Regions from separate parts of the Zea mays genome. Here region 2 is linked to region 1. A link is a contact called in public Hi-C data. All regions are on one chromosome and are shown on one strand. The core of a region is the stretch at or near the end of the contact, and the rest is flanking DNA. Distances in the headings are between cores, read along the strand shown. Region 1 holds the start of LOC100193721. Region 2 holds the start of LOC100194236.

The links. A called contact is a pair of places that touch in the nucleus more often than the background predicts.
Region 2: a contact with region 1 is called in a Hi-C map of leaf, with 8 times the contacts expected there. The contact joins the promoter of LOC100194236 here to the promoter of LOC100193721 in region 1. A contact is called at or near these places in 2 of 25 Hi-C or Micro-C datasets (ear and leaf).

Annotation. Positions count from the first base shown.
Region 1 is chr1:230,911,872-230,919,145 of Zm-B73-REFERENCE-NAM-5.0, forward strand. LOC100193721 reads right to left here and starts at 1,820. Exons shown (of 2, transcript NM_001358872.1): 1 at 621-1,820; 2 at 1-196. The coding sequence starts at 1,681. It also overlaps the pseudogene LOC109942127.
Region 2 is chr1:231,413,202-231,419,755 of Zm-B73-REFERENCE-NAM-5.0, forward strand. It overlaps LOC100194236, which reads left to right and starts at 4,238. Exons shown (of 11, transcript NM_001367049.1): 1 at 4,238-4,558; 2 at 4,816-4,928; 3 at 5,024-5,078; 4 at 5,183-5,238; 5 at 5,521-5,568; 6 at 5,845-5,893; 7 at 6,047-6,130; 8 at 6,255-6,322; 9 at 6,424-6,549. The coding sequence starts at 4,508. It also overlaps the pseudogene LOC100283799.

The DNA.
Region 1 (7,274 bases), core at 570-3,069:
GAGATGGTAATCCAGCTGCACGTAGCTCAGCCGTAGGGCTCTGTTGAAATGGCTGGTGCTGGAGTCCCATTTCTCCTCCCGCAAAATATCTGCCCACTTGCTTCTGTCGTTCTCCTGGCGCAGTCTAATGGTGTATCCCAAGCTTGCTGCTATGAAGGGTACACCCCTGCACTTGCGTAGAACTTCTTCCTTCAGTCTGCCAAAACAAACATTGTCTTATTGTTCTACCCAAAATGCGTTTAGGGGCCGTTTGGACCCTTTAATTTTAATAGAGTAGGCTATTAGTTTAGAATTTAACATTTTACCACTTTTTAAAGTTTAAATGTAAGCCTATCTCAAAAATACGTTGTGGAGAGATGGAAACCGATTTTATATATCTTCAGACTATATTTACTCTACAATTTATAACACATTCTTCGGCTCGCTTCTCTATATTAAAAATATAGCACATAAATATACTCTCTCTCATCTGACAACAATGGTATAAACAAATATATTAGTCTAAAATTATAATAGCTTAATCGACTCATGCCTAAATTATAATTATTAGAATGAAATTCAATTATAAAGATCTAAAGCTACAAAATAAAGTAAAGTTGTAGTGAGGATTTGAGAAGTACCTTGTGTCGTCTGGGACATGTGCATGATGCTCCGTGCCTTGGGCGCACTGGCTGAACAATGACAAGCAGTCCTCTTCTTCCAGACGCTGCAACCTGTGCGGGCCTAACGTACGAACAAGCCCAGCAACATTCTCGCTCCTCGTCGTCACTATGATCTTGCTTCCTGGAGCACCGCTGAGGAACGAACGCTTGAGCATGTCCCAGTCCTCCCAGCTCTCGTTCCAGTAGTCGTCCAGGACGAGGAGGTACCTTCTCCCTCGCAGCAGCCGGTCCAGGCTCGTGTGGAGGGTGTTGAGGCTATGGCTTTGAAATTGAGAGCACTGTATGGATTCTATGATAGATGAAAAGATCCTTTCTATGCTGAACTGATGTGTCACATGAACCCACAGCTTCAGCTCGAAGTGCTTCGCCACACGCTCGGCCTTGAGGACCAGCTGAGCCACGGTTGTCTTCCCGATGTAGGCCTCCCCCACGATCGGCAAGACCGCCACGACATTGCCGGGCTTCGGGTCAGGTCGAAGAAGCATCTCTACGATCTTCTCCTCATCGCCGTGTCTACCGCACACCACGGTCGGAGGAAGCAAGGAGGTCCGCTCGTTCCCGCCACCATCACATGGCTGACCATTCTGCGCTTGGAGGTCCAGGAGCATCTCTTGTATATTTCTGATGCCATCAATCCTGTCGGCAAAATCCTTGAACTTGTTCTCCATATTATGCCTAAACATCGCGCGTGAAGGATTCAAGACGGTAGTTACGGTGCTGTTACGCAGACGGGTGGCGGGACGGATCACCTTGCGGCGCTGGACCTCGTAGCAGTACTCGTCCAGCGCCTCCGACCCTTGGTAGCTGACGTCTTTCAGGCTGGCGAAGAACGCCTCCTCCGACGCGGACAGCTGCGTCTTCTTCTCGGCGGTCCCGAGGGCAGCTTGGATCATGCCCAGCTTAGAGACTAATTGCTTCCTCCCTTCCTCGAGATGGCGTTCAGACTGCTCCTCCTTCAGAAGGTACACCATGACCTGGTAAAGGGATTGCAGAAAGGCCGAGAGCAAAGCGTCATCCATCGCAGCGGATTGAGCTGCCTTCCTGAGGTATGGAAATGGAAGGACGTTCTGCTCTGCTATGCTCTCCTCTCACGACACGAGGTATGGGAATGGAAGGATGCTCGACGGTGCAGGAAGGAGAGAAGATGGCTGCAAATGCGTAGGGACCTCACCTCGTAAATAGAAAGCTGTGACCTGTGAAGGGAACGCTAACGAATCAAAAACGAGTGAAGACTTGGAATTTGTCCACGCAAGGTCAATTCTAAACAGCCAAGACCAAGACCCACCGTGCTACGTACATACGCAGTCGTGCTATGTATATACACAGTCTCGTTCATAGTTTAGCAAATGGTTTCGTTCATTCTATAACGATTCATTATCTTCTTTTTTTTAAAAAAAACTTGTGCTATGTACAGACGCAGCCGTGCTATGAGCTACATTGTTCTTGCACAAGGCTCTACATTGTTTTTGCACAAGGCTAGGAAAAAAAATAGGTCATACTAAGGTCTTATTTATTTTTCTTCTAGATTATATAAGCTGAATTATAGCGTAAAGATATAAAGATAAAATATCACTTTGAGACTTTAAATAACCTGAATAAGCTAACGTTGGATAGCTTATTTCAGCTTATTTGTGATTATAAAATGATATTTTATCTTTATACTCTTCCATCATAATCTAGCTTATATAATTTAAGCGAGAAATAAATACACCCTAAATATCATAATATATTGATCCTTCATGAGACCTTAGTTTTATCGGTGCTGCCATTCTGAACGTTTATGCTTTGGAGACCACCTCATTGCGCATACAAAATATCCAGTTGCTTGAGGCCGATGTTCAATCATCACAACAAGTGGAACAAGTTGGACTGTAAAAAGACAAATCACAACTTTCAGATGCTGACACACATTAATGGCAGCGATATTTTAACTGTTTTGAGATGCTGTCACGCAACTAGAATAGTCCTTCACCAGGGGCGGATGTAGAATTTTTTACTAATGATGTCACAGTGCAATTGATGTGTAAAAAATGTTCCAATTTCAATTCAATATGTACTACCATATAATGTAATATTAAGTCAAAATAACATTATTTAAACAAAGTCAAGATTTACCTCTCATAGAAGCATTCTGCGGGCGATTCTTCATCTTTTGAAAGCGATCAATTATAACAGCATCGGAAATTGTAGCTATCATGGCAGGCTCAACAAAGCAAATGATACAGTCATTCATAAACTGATTACCAATGCGATTACGTAGTATCGTCTTCACAATTTTCATTGCAGAGAAGCACCTTTCAACAGATGCAGTAGCAACCGGCAAAACAAGTGCTAGCTTTAGAAGACGTAGACCAGAGGAAAAGCAAGATGCTTCTTTGTGCCCACCATCAATTTAGCAAGTTCAGTAATAGTATTCAGATTAGAGAATCTTTCATCAGCTTGTATATTGTCAATGTAAATTGGAAGTTCATGAGCAAGATCCTTCAATTGCTCTGGACTGAAATCATCGAAATAGTGCTTAGCTAATTCCATTAAGCTCTCCAAATTGAAGTTGCCAAAAGAATCCTTCAGGCTAAGAGCAGCCATGTAAGTTAGCAAATTAGAATTTGTTTCACCAAAGCGATCATTGAACTCAATGAGTAGCAAGTCAATAACTGAGTTTAAACAATCCCATCTATAATGTTGATAGTTAGTTCGATTTGACTTTTTCCTTGGTTTATGGCGATCAATGTACTCCTCTTCCATGTCCAACTTTGGAATATCATGCTGTTCACAAAATGAATATATTGTCTTTATCAAAGATTCCCAACCGTCATCTCTAATTTGTTGAAATTTTTGCTTTGTTAATTTTACCTCTGTCATGGCCTCCAATATATCCTGATCCTTCCTTTGTAAACAAAGTGATAGAGAATTTGCATAGCCCAGGATCATCAACATCATGTGTAAATGAAACACAAAATCAAAATCCTTGAGATAATCTAGTAGCCCACGAGCTTGGCGTCTCTTTTTGTCATTTGGGCCATGCTTTTCCACATATTCAAGAACCTCAATAACAGAAGGAAACAAGCTATTAAGACTCTTGAGAGTCTTATAGTGAGAGCACCACCGTGTGTCTCCAGGTCTTTGAAGAGATTGTTCTTGGTTCAATCCTGTTCCAGTACTAATCTGTCCACTGCCTATTGCTTTTTTACTCTATCTTGTTGACTTTGTCGTATCATGTCTTTTCTTTTGCAAGAAGCTCCAGCCACATTAAGTAGAAGAGATATCATGTCAAAAAAATCACTAATAGCATCATTCTTTTTAGCTACTGCCACAATGACTAACTGAAGTTGGTGGGCAAAACAGTGGACATAATATGCTGACCCATTGTCTTTCATAATCAAAGCTCTCAATCCATTGAACTCACCTCTCATATTGCTTGCTCCATCATAACCTTGGCCTCTAACTTGTTTCCAACTCAATTATACTTAGAAAATAAAGCATCAATATTTGACTTGAGACATGAAGTTGTTGTCTCAGCGACATGGACAACACCGATAAGTCTTTCCTTGAGTTCTCCACAATTACTGACATACCGCAAAACCACTGCCATTTGTTCTTTATCAGAAACATCAGTGGATTCATCAACCAGCAAACAGAATACATCACCACCAATTTCTTCAATAATAGAATTCACTATGACCTGCAATTAACACATCACATATCATTCAAGATCTACATTACATATCATTAATAGAATTCAATATGAACTGCAATAAACCTATCTTACCTCTGCAAAGCAATTAGCAATATCCTTTTGAATTTCTGGAGATACCATCTGATGATTTTCAGGAGCATTTCGAAGAACCACCCTCTTAATCTTTTCATTTTGCTCTGTCAAAAGTTTCACTAACTCAATAAAATTGCCCCTATTTGCAGAATCTTCAGATTCATTATGGCCACAAAAAGCTAGTCCTTGGTGTAACAAGTATCTCACAGCATTTATCGAAGTACTTAAACGAATAAAGTACTCCTCTTTGGCAATGTCTTGCTGCTTCTTGAGAGCAAATTCAATGGATTGACTTGGCTTCAATAAATTGTTACATCGTTTGACAACAGCATTATGATAACTAGACTAGTTACTCCTCCCACATGAGTGTCTAGTCTTGGTTTATTATTCCATTCAGAAAATCCTTTTGTTACAAATGCATCATTTCCAGCCTGTCATTCAATACAATCTCTAAACAAGTAGCAGTATAGGCAAAAAGCTTTATCCACCTTTTCACTGTATTCTAGCCAATCATATTCTTCAAACCAATCTGGGTTAAATCGGTGTGCCCTTTTTCCTATGATTGTTTGAGGATAACTGAAACCAGGTTGTGGTCTATGAGGACCTCTAATCAAATATCTCATTCTTATCTCTTCTTGTAGCTTAATGCCAGGATACTCTATTATTCTTTTTCTATCAACCGGATCATACGGAAGTTCATCTAAATTAACATATTTTGGTGATAGTATTGAAGAAGAACGAGTCAGAACATTAATGTTTGATGCGCCTTGATCTCTATGTGAAGATCCTTTACTACTAGTTGCTGGAGATAATTTTCTCTTCAAGAATCGTTCCATCATATTCATATTTCCTATAAAATTTGTCAAATTAAATTACTAACTGTCTACACATGTACGCACTGCGCTAAGCAACTAGGGTATAGAAAAAAATTAAATACTCAACCTGTACGGTTTTGGTTGTACCTGCGATCGCGTACGCACTACGCTAAGCAACTAGGGTATAGAAAAAAAATAAATACTCAACCTGTACCTGCGATCGTGGCTGCTAGGGAGTTGGAAAACCGAACTGTGGGTTGCCTCCTTGTCAATCACGGCAAGTGCGAGCAGGCGGGGGCGGTGAGCAGGTCTGGCTGCTGGCGGCTCCAGGCTGTAGTTGCTGGTGTGAGATACATGAGAAAGAAAATGAAACGGTAGGCTGCGGGCAGGTCTGGCTGCTCAAGCGTCACCGATGGGCAATGGGCTGTGAAACGCAGGCATGCAGCAGGCTTGAACTTTAGTACTTTACGGATGGGCTAGTCAAAAGAAAATGGCATGTGGGCCTAGACTGAGAGAGGTTGGATTGATGTCTAACTACACTATGGGCTGCTGTCATCTATGGTGAATACTAACAAATATTATGGACTTATGTTAAAAGCATTGCTGTCCATGGACAACACTTGGACCAACATGGCTCCGCCCGTGTCCTTCACTCTATTTTTTTAAGTCAAGATCCTAAAATAAACAATTCGTCGAACAGAGTCCTAAGAGCATCTCCAAAAGACTAGTTAAATAACTTGTCAAGCTAAATTTTAGCTACTTAATAGCATAATAGTTCTCCAACATACTAACATTTAACTTGTTAAGCTATCTGGCTCTCTAAATTAAGTCCCTCACTAGCCAAATTTGGCTAGCAACTCTCGCTAGCTAAGCTAACTTGCATGTTGGAGAGTCTGTTAGAATGAGATGTTATATATAGAGTTTAATATTTATGGAGAGACAAATAAAGAGTCAAATAGAGAGTCAAAAATAAAGAGTCTCTTAGAGATGCTCTAATAACTCAAGTCCCATCCGAAGATACCCAAATGTCCCAACGCAATTCTACAATGCAAAAAAAATGCTTTGTATGATCATGTAGGTGAACACGGTCTTGTTGAGTGGACTATACCAGGCTACCACACTGTTGAGTCATGTAGTGTTCGACCCCTATGAACAGGGTATACGTGGGACTATTGAGTCCTATTCTGACACCCTCTAAAATATGACCAAAGAGGTTTCGCTAGCTTCGAACTAGTCCAACAAGATGTTGTCGGGCTATATACAAAGAGCAACAAAAGAGATGTGTGAAGAGAGCTAAGTGATCCAACTGGATAAAGTCTAGAACCCTTGTCCACTTGGAGAGTGTGGGCTTGTGCACCACCACTAGCAAGAGGATCAATGCTTACCATTGAATCTCGAGATAAAAATCATTTGCTACCATCTTCCTATTAGTTTACAATCTCCATATACAAGTTTGTTTTTACTTGTATTGTTGCTCTTGTGTATCTAGTTAACTTGTACAGTTAACTAGTGCTTGCTTAGCTTATATAGTTAAGTAGCCTTGTTTTGTTTGTGTACCTCAGTTATCGTTGCTCACTAGTTTAGCTTGTGTAGCTATTTTAGTGAATACCACTAGTTTATACTAGTGTTGCTTAGTTTTTGTGCTCTCGTTCACTAGTATGTGTAGGATCTCTCTTATATATGATTGCTTGACTAGTTAATTAGGTTTTTATGATCTAGCCAACTAGAATTGTGTAGGTAAGCTCCTATTAGCTTGGCATCTTAGTTGCTTAGTTGTGATTTTTATGGTGGTTGTCATAGAAAGAGGGGTGCAATCTTGAATAGACTGAGTAGTTTAACTACATTGTGTTTGAGTTTTAGGAATAACTATTCATCCTTCTAATCCGCTATCTTAACTCTACACAAAGAGATATTACATATTTACCTGGATTGCACTTGCACTCTTGCAGGATCACAATGTATACATGCTCTTACACTTCCAGGGAATAAAGTTTAGTCTATGTCACATCGAATATTTAAGTAACAAAT
Region 2 (6,554 bases), core at 2,988-5,487, 500 kb after region 1:
CTGGTTCTGTCGGTCTTTTATTCAGTTGTTATACTAGTACCAACAAGGGAACTGGCTCTGCAAACTTCACAAGTGTGTAAAGAGCTTGGGAAATACCTAAACATTGAAGTTATGGTTAGCACTGGAGGAACCAGCTTGAAGGATGACATCATGCGTTTATACCAACCTGTTCATCTACTCGTTGGGACTCCTGGCCGAATACTTGATCTTACCAGGAAGGGCATTTGTGTGCTGAAAGATTGTTCAATGCTTGTCATGGATGAGGTATAATTACACTTTTTTTCTCTCGTGTTGTATATATTTTATCATAGCTTAGTCACTGTGGTGTGTTCTTTTCACAAAGTTCCGTTTCCCCATTTGATTTGCGCTAAATATGTCACTTTGCTATATGATGTTGTGTTACCTTCCCTCACTGAAAGAAAAGAATCTGACATGTATTTTCTATCTCTTTTCACTGATTTTACTGTGACGATGTTGACCACCCTTCTGATTATGTTCCTGATGCTAACATTGATCTTGATAATGCACACTTGTTGATACACTGCTCAAATAGTTGATACACTGCTCAAATAATTGATACATTGCTCAAATAACATTCCAGGATCATGTTGTTCTTGGAGTAGTCTTAACTTCTACAGTTCGGTGATTTATGGGTTGTTGGTGCATTTGTGCCTTTTAAAATGAGAACATGGTTTGTTTTTGACAATCCATAGTGTAACAAGCTAACATTTTAGTACTAGCCTATCCAGTTTGGTTGGGCCTAAAAGGTTTTGTTGTTGTTGTTGATTGTGTTAGTAACTTTCGAAGTCTATACTGTTTCTTCTGCAATGATCTGTTGCAGATGGTGCATCCATTTTGTATGTTAATATGTTTATTTTCTGTCAAAAGTTACAAGTTGAACAAACACATTATCTGGGATATCATGCAGGCAGACAAGCTATTAGCTCCAGAGTTTCAGCCTTCTGTGGAGGCACTTATTCATTTCCTTCCACCTAGTCGACAACTGTTGATGTTTTCAGCAACCTTTCCTGTAACTGTCAAGGAATTCAAAGAGAAATATCTGCCTAGACCTTATGTGATTAATCTAATGGACGAACTGACCCTGAAAGGAATCACACAATATTATGCTTTTGTTGAAGAAAGGCAGAAAGTTCATTGCCTGAATACACTTTTCTCAAAGGTACATCAAACATTAACTCTACATTTGCTGTTTTCATCTACTGTAAAGTATAAACTGACACATTTTCTTTTTTGGGTGTTTTTTTGCCAGCTTCAAATTAATCAATCCATTATATTCTGCAACTCTGTTAATAGAGTTGAGCTGCTGGCTAAAAAAATAACTGAACTCGGTTATTCATGCTTCTACATTCATGCTAAGATGTTGCAAGACCACAGAAATCGAGTATTTCATGATTTTCGTAATGGTGCTTGCAGAAACCTTGTGTGCACAGGTCTGTACTGGCATTTTCCTATCTTATTAGTGTTTCTCGAATTTAGTAATTTACTTTTTACATATGTCCAATTGTCATTTATGGAGGTATATTTATAAGAGGATAATGGCTCTCTTTGTTGCAGATCTGTTTACCAGAGGAATTGATATTCAGGCTGTTAATGTGGTTATTAATTTTGACTTCCCTAAGACATCTGAGACATATTTACACAGGGTGCCTTTTTTATCTTTTCTTCTCTAGTTGTTTGCTTTATGACCTTCCTGAATTTCAAATTTGTGTGCTGTCATGTTCCTAGGTTGGCCGTTCTGGGAGATATGGACACCTTGGTTTAGCAGTGAACTTGATCACTTATGAGGACCGTTTCAACTTGTAAGCATACATTAATAAACTGGTCTGTATCTCTAGTCTTGCATCAAGTCCTGATCATTTCCCCCCTTTGTTTCTCAGGTATAGGATTGAGCAAGAGCTTGGAACAGAAATTAAGACAATACCCCCGCAGATCGACCTGGCCGTATACTGCCAATGATGAATGCGACATTCAGGAGCATCAAACACTTCTCTTTCTATTTGAGAAACTTATCAGGCAAATACGTTTGTACATAGCAACCCATCAGGTGAGTTCTCCAACTAAGGCACCACTATTTCTGAAGCTACCTAAATGGACTGTATTCCTATATCTTCACAGATATCAAATTCTCTCCCATTCTTGTAGGGCTTTGTTTTGGCACCTTGATGACGTTTGTAAGCTTACCTGGATTAGTAGAGGAAGTGCTTCCTGTAGGCACTGATACTAACCCGTTTAGCTGAGGACATGCACGCTGGGCTGCTTGGAGGCCCAGAACTATGATGAGATGAGACAATATCTTACCTCACTTGACATTTTCACTCGACTTGTTTGCCAGTCTCAGTTCTACTTGACTTGCCTGTTCTCATTTGATTCATCTTCCGTTTTCTTCTTTCCTAATGTTATGATGCATATGGATGTCTTTCTGTAGCTGTATGATGTGTTGAGTTTATTTTTTCTTGGTGTATGTATACAGCTTAACTTGAAATTATTTCCATATCAACTTCTTTGCGAGAATTCCGATCTTGCATTTTAGTATCCAAACTACTGTGATACGCTTTGTTGCACATATACTGAACTAGTTAGGTATGCGTGCACGGTTTCTATATATCATATAGGTAGACCTTTTTTAAAGGGATAGTTGTTTAAACACATTTTGAACATTTACAACGATTTGTGTTCTATTCGAACGGATTGTTCTGCCAGATCTCAACGTGCCTACTGCCTACTATGTAACCGGCATAAGTGCATTTTATATGTTCAGTGGGAAAACATAATTCTAATATTCGCGTCATTTCGTGTGAGATGGCTTGGAGGACACCAAACCTTAGTCGTCACCTCTACCTTTTCCTCCTCTCCGATTTGATGGCACTAGACTGAACAAACAAAGGTCTGGCTTGTGAGGATAGTGTCAGTAGGGTCTTCGTGACTTCAGGCTTGTGCGGACGGCAACACCATGATGGGTTCTTGCGTCGGTGACCCCTCCACTCTTCAATCAAACAACAACAATCTTGAATTTAACTAATTCTAAATTTAACAAATAAAAAATTTATCCTGTATTTTAGTCGATGATCTGACAATTATGTTATCGGTATATATATGCTCAAATGGACTTGGTTTGTTGGGTAGCTAGCTTATGGCTTGGCACGATTTAACCCAGCTCGTTGCCCATTGAGCTCATGTTGATCTGGCTCGGTCACCGTGAGCCTTAGGTGCGGCATATTGGGTTAGGCCTAACACGATCTATTTTTGTTTTTTCACTATTTTTTCATAAACTATCTATATTATGTTTGAGTATAGAGTATAAAAAATAAGAAAATATGTGTGTTGTGTTGACTAGGTTAGGTGGATGTGAATGTGTGTTTAGAGCCAACAACCATGATTTAAACTTTCACATCCAAACCCTTTAGATGTTGGGGTTTTAGAGCAACTCCAGTCAAACTCTCCCAAATTTTGACTCATCTATGTTTAAGTTAATTAGGAGGGTTGTTCGTTTCGAATTAAAGTATGCTGTTTGGATTGCTTCAGCTGCAATAATAGAGACAAAAATGCTGTAGAATGAGTAGAAGTTGATACAGATTAAATCCAATCGAACATGTTGGAAGAGAGGATGAGGTGCTTCTTGTTCCTAAATTTTGCCTTATTCATAGGGCATGTTTGGAACCTTTCTTTTGATGAGATTTTGTGAGAATCTGACTATGGGGATAATTCTAGTATTGTGTGATTACGTGCGAAGAAAAATGAAGGAGTCTAGGATCCATAATATAGAAAGTGAAGATTCCTACTATCGCCATGAATTGATCGATTATGTGATCACTGTCCGTGCGCCCCTGATGGAGCCACGCAGGGCGCAGCTCTGTTGGTGACAGATGAAGATGTTCGTACCCCGCCCCCACGGTACCTTATTTACACGTCCCCCCAGCCCTCTGCGAAACGGCAACAAACGCGCTCGTGAACGGTGGTGGTTCGAGCAGAGCGGCACGACGCGACCGCGCCTACCACGTTCAAACCGACCCAAACGGGACGCCCCTTTGCCCTCTTTTCCCTCGGTCTCCACCCGGCCCGCCGCTCACCGCTGCCAGCTTCTGCAGCTCGCACCGCTCCCGAGTCCGAGTCCAACAAGGCTTGAGCAGCCGACGCCACCCCGGTCGGTCGACCTCCCTCTCCCCACCGACACCGCGGGCCCGCACGCAGAGACCCCGCATGTCACCGTCTACACTCGGTGACGGCGCGAGCAGGTTTCCAGCCGCGAGCCCCGCGACTGATCTGAGCTCGTGCCTGGCTAGCTAGTAGATGTCTCCGACCGTTGCCTTTAAGCTCGCACGCGAACCGTCCCACACTCTGCGCAAGCCACTGCCGCTGCCGCTGCCGCCGCCGCCGCCGCCTTCAGTCTCCGTCTCCACCGGTGCCCTCGTCTCCCAGCCGCTGCCGCCGCCGCCGCCGCCCCGTGAGAGCCGGCGCAGCAATCCGGTTGCTTGGGGACGCAGCGAGGATGGGCAGCACCAGCGCGTTCGTCATCAGGTGGATCAACTTCTTCACCATGGTCAGTCTCAGCCCGGCCCACCTCCATCCTTCCTTGCTCTCCCTTCTCCCTTCTCCAATCGGAGGAGCCGTCCTGCTTTCGTTCGGCCTCGCTCGAGGCTGATTCTCGATTCCTGCTGTCCCGGCGGCTGATTGCTGTTTGCTGAAGTACACTTCCCCCCACCATTTTACTACACCCTATCTCTGCTCTGCTTACTAGTAGTTTCGTGGCAAATAACTTGTCGGTGTTACTTTCTCGCGCCGCTGTTCCTGGGACAGATACTGGCGCTACTGGTGGTGGGCTTCGGGTTCTGGATGAGCACCCACGACGACGAGTGCAGGCGGACCTTGACCGTCCCCGTCATCGCCCTCGGTGGAGTGATCTTCCTCATGTGCGCGTCACCGTCCCGTGGCATCATTATGACCTCGGCGAACTGTCACGCTCCCCGCTTTAACCTCTCTGCCTCACTGACGATCTGTGCTGCAGATCGCTCGTCGGATTCCTTGGTGCCTGGAAGAACATCTCCTGCTTGCTCTGGACAGTATCCTTCCTCCTCCAATTAACCGGTTGAGTGAAGCTTTAATCGCTTTGGTTCCTTGGTACTTTTTGGAGTGCCATCTGTTGCCTTGACGTGTGGGTGCCTAGTATCTGATCATGCTGTTCGTGGTCTTGGTGGCAATCATGGTGTTCACGGTGCTCGCGTAAGTCCCGCCGCTTAATAACTTGTGCCGCGATGGCATTGGCACCACGGCCTTTGTAGCTGATCACTTTGTAGCAATGATGGTGTACCATTTTGGACTTTGGAGTTATTACTCCCAAGTCCTGGTTCTCAATTAACTGTCTGACTTAGGGGTGTTTGTTTGGGATTATAATCTGCCCAGATTATATAATGCAACAAATTTTGAACTAACCCCTTAATAACCTTTTTTCAGCAGTTTGTTTGTAGCTGTGAGGAACTCATTCTTGGTTTTCTACTGCTGCAGGTTTATCATAACAAACTCCGGAAGTGGCCATACTGTTCCTGGGGCTAGGTATGTGGATGACTGGATGTTAGTATTTTCATAGAAAGATCATGACCCTGCGAGTTCCAGCTCTACAGTACGGAAACTTACGGATAGGGGATAGTAGCCTAAACCGATCTACCCACCGCTACATACAGGTTTTGAGCTTTTTTTCCATGACCTCACAGTTTAAAAATGTCATCGAAGCTCTGATCCTAGGAGAGAGTTTAACTCTGGTTTCTTGTCTTAAAGTGCCCCTGCCTGCGCATCAGAAATACACTGAAGCATTTCAAATGTTCTATGTAGGTATAAAGAGTACCGTCTCCAGGACTACAGCTCCTGGTTTGTCAAACAGGCATGTCATGTCACGTCCCTTTGTTCGAAAGACTTCTATGTTTTCTGCCGTAGTACAATACAATAGATTTGCTCATTCCACCGCGAGATCTCTTCCACCGCGCTACCATAACTCTCTTCATTTTATTTGTGTGTATTTTTTTTTCAAGTACAGCTCGATGACACGGAGAAATGGGCTCGCCTGAAAAGCTGCCTGGTGAAGACAGATGACTGCAATAGCCTGTCGAGAAGATACAAGGTGACTCCTGTCCTGTCCTGTCCTTCACATGATTCACTTGGTTCAACTCTGCTGGAGCTGCTCCCTTTTTGCAGCCGTTGCTTTCGTTGAGATCTTAATTACCAGCCCCCAACTTCGCGTGCAGACCGCGAGAGAATACAAGCTCGCGGACCTCACTCCCATGGAGTCGGGTTGCTGCCGCCCGCCAGCAGAGTACTGCGCCTGGATGCCCATCTCAACCTTTTCTTTTCATTAGTGGTCAGCGTAGTCTCTCAGGCACGGGCATCATCACAAGATTGCTCTGGTTTTTTCAGGTGCGGGTTCCCAGCTCTGAACGCGTCCTATTTCGATCTGAGCTATCACCCGGCGAGCGCCAACGCCGACTGCAAACTGTACAGGAACGCGCGCTCTGTCCGGTGCTACGACTGCAGCTCTTGCAAGTGAG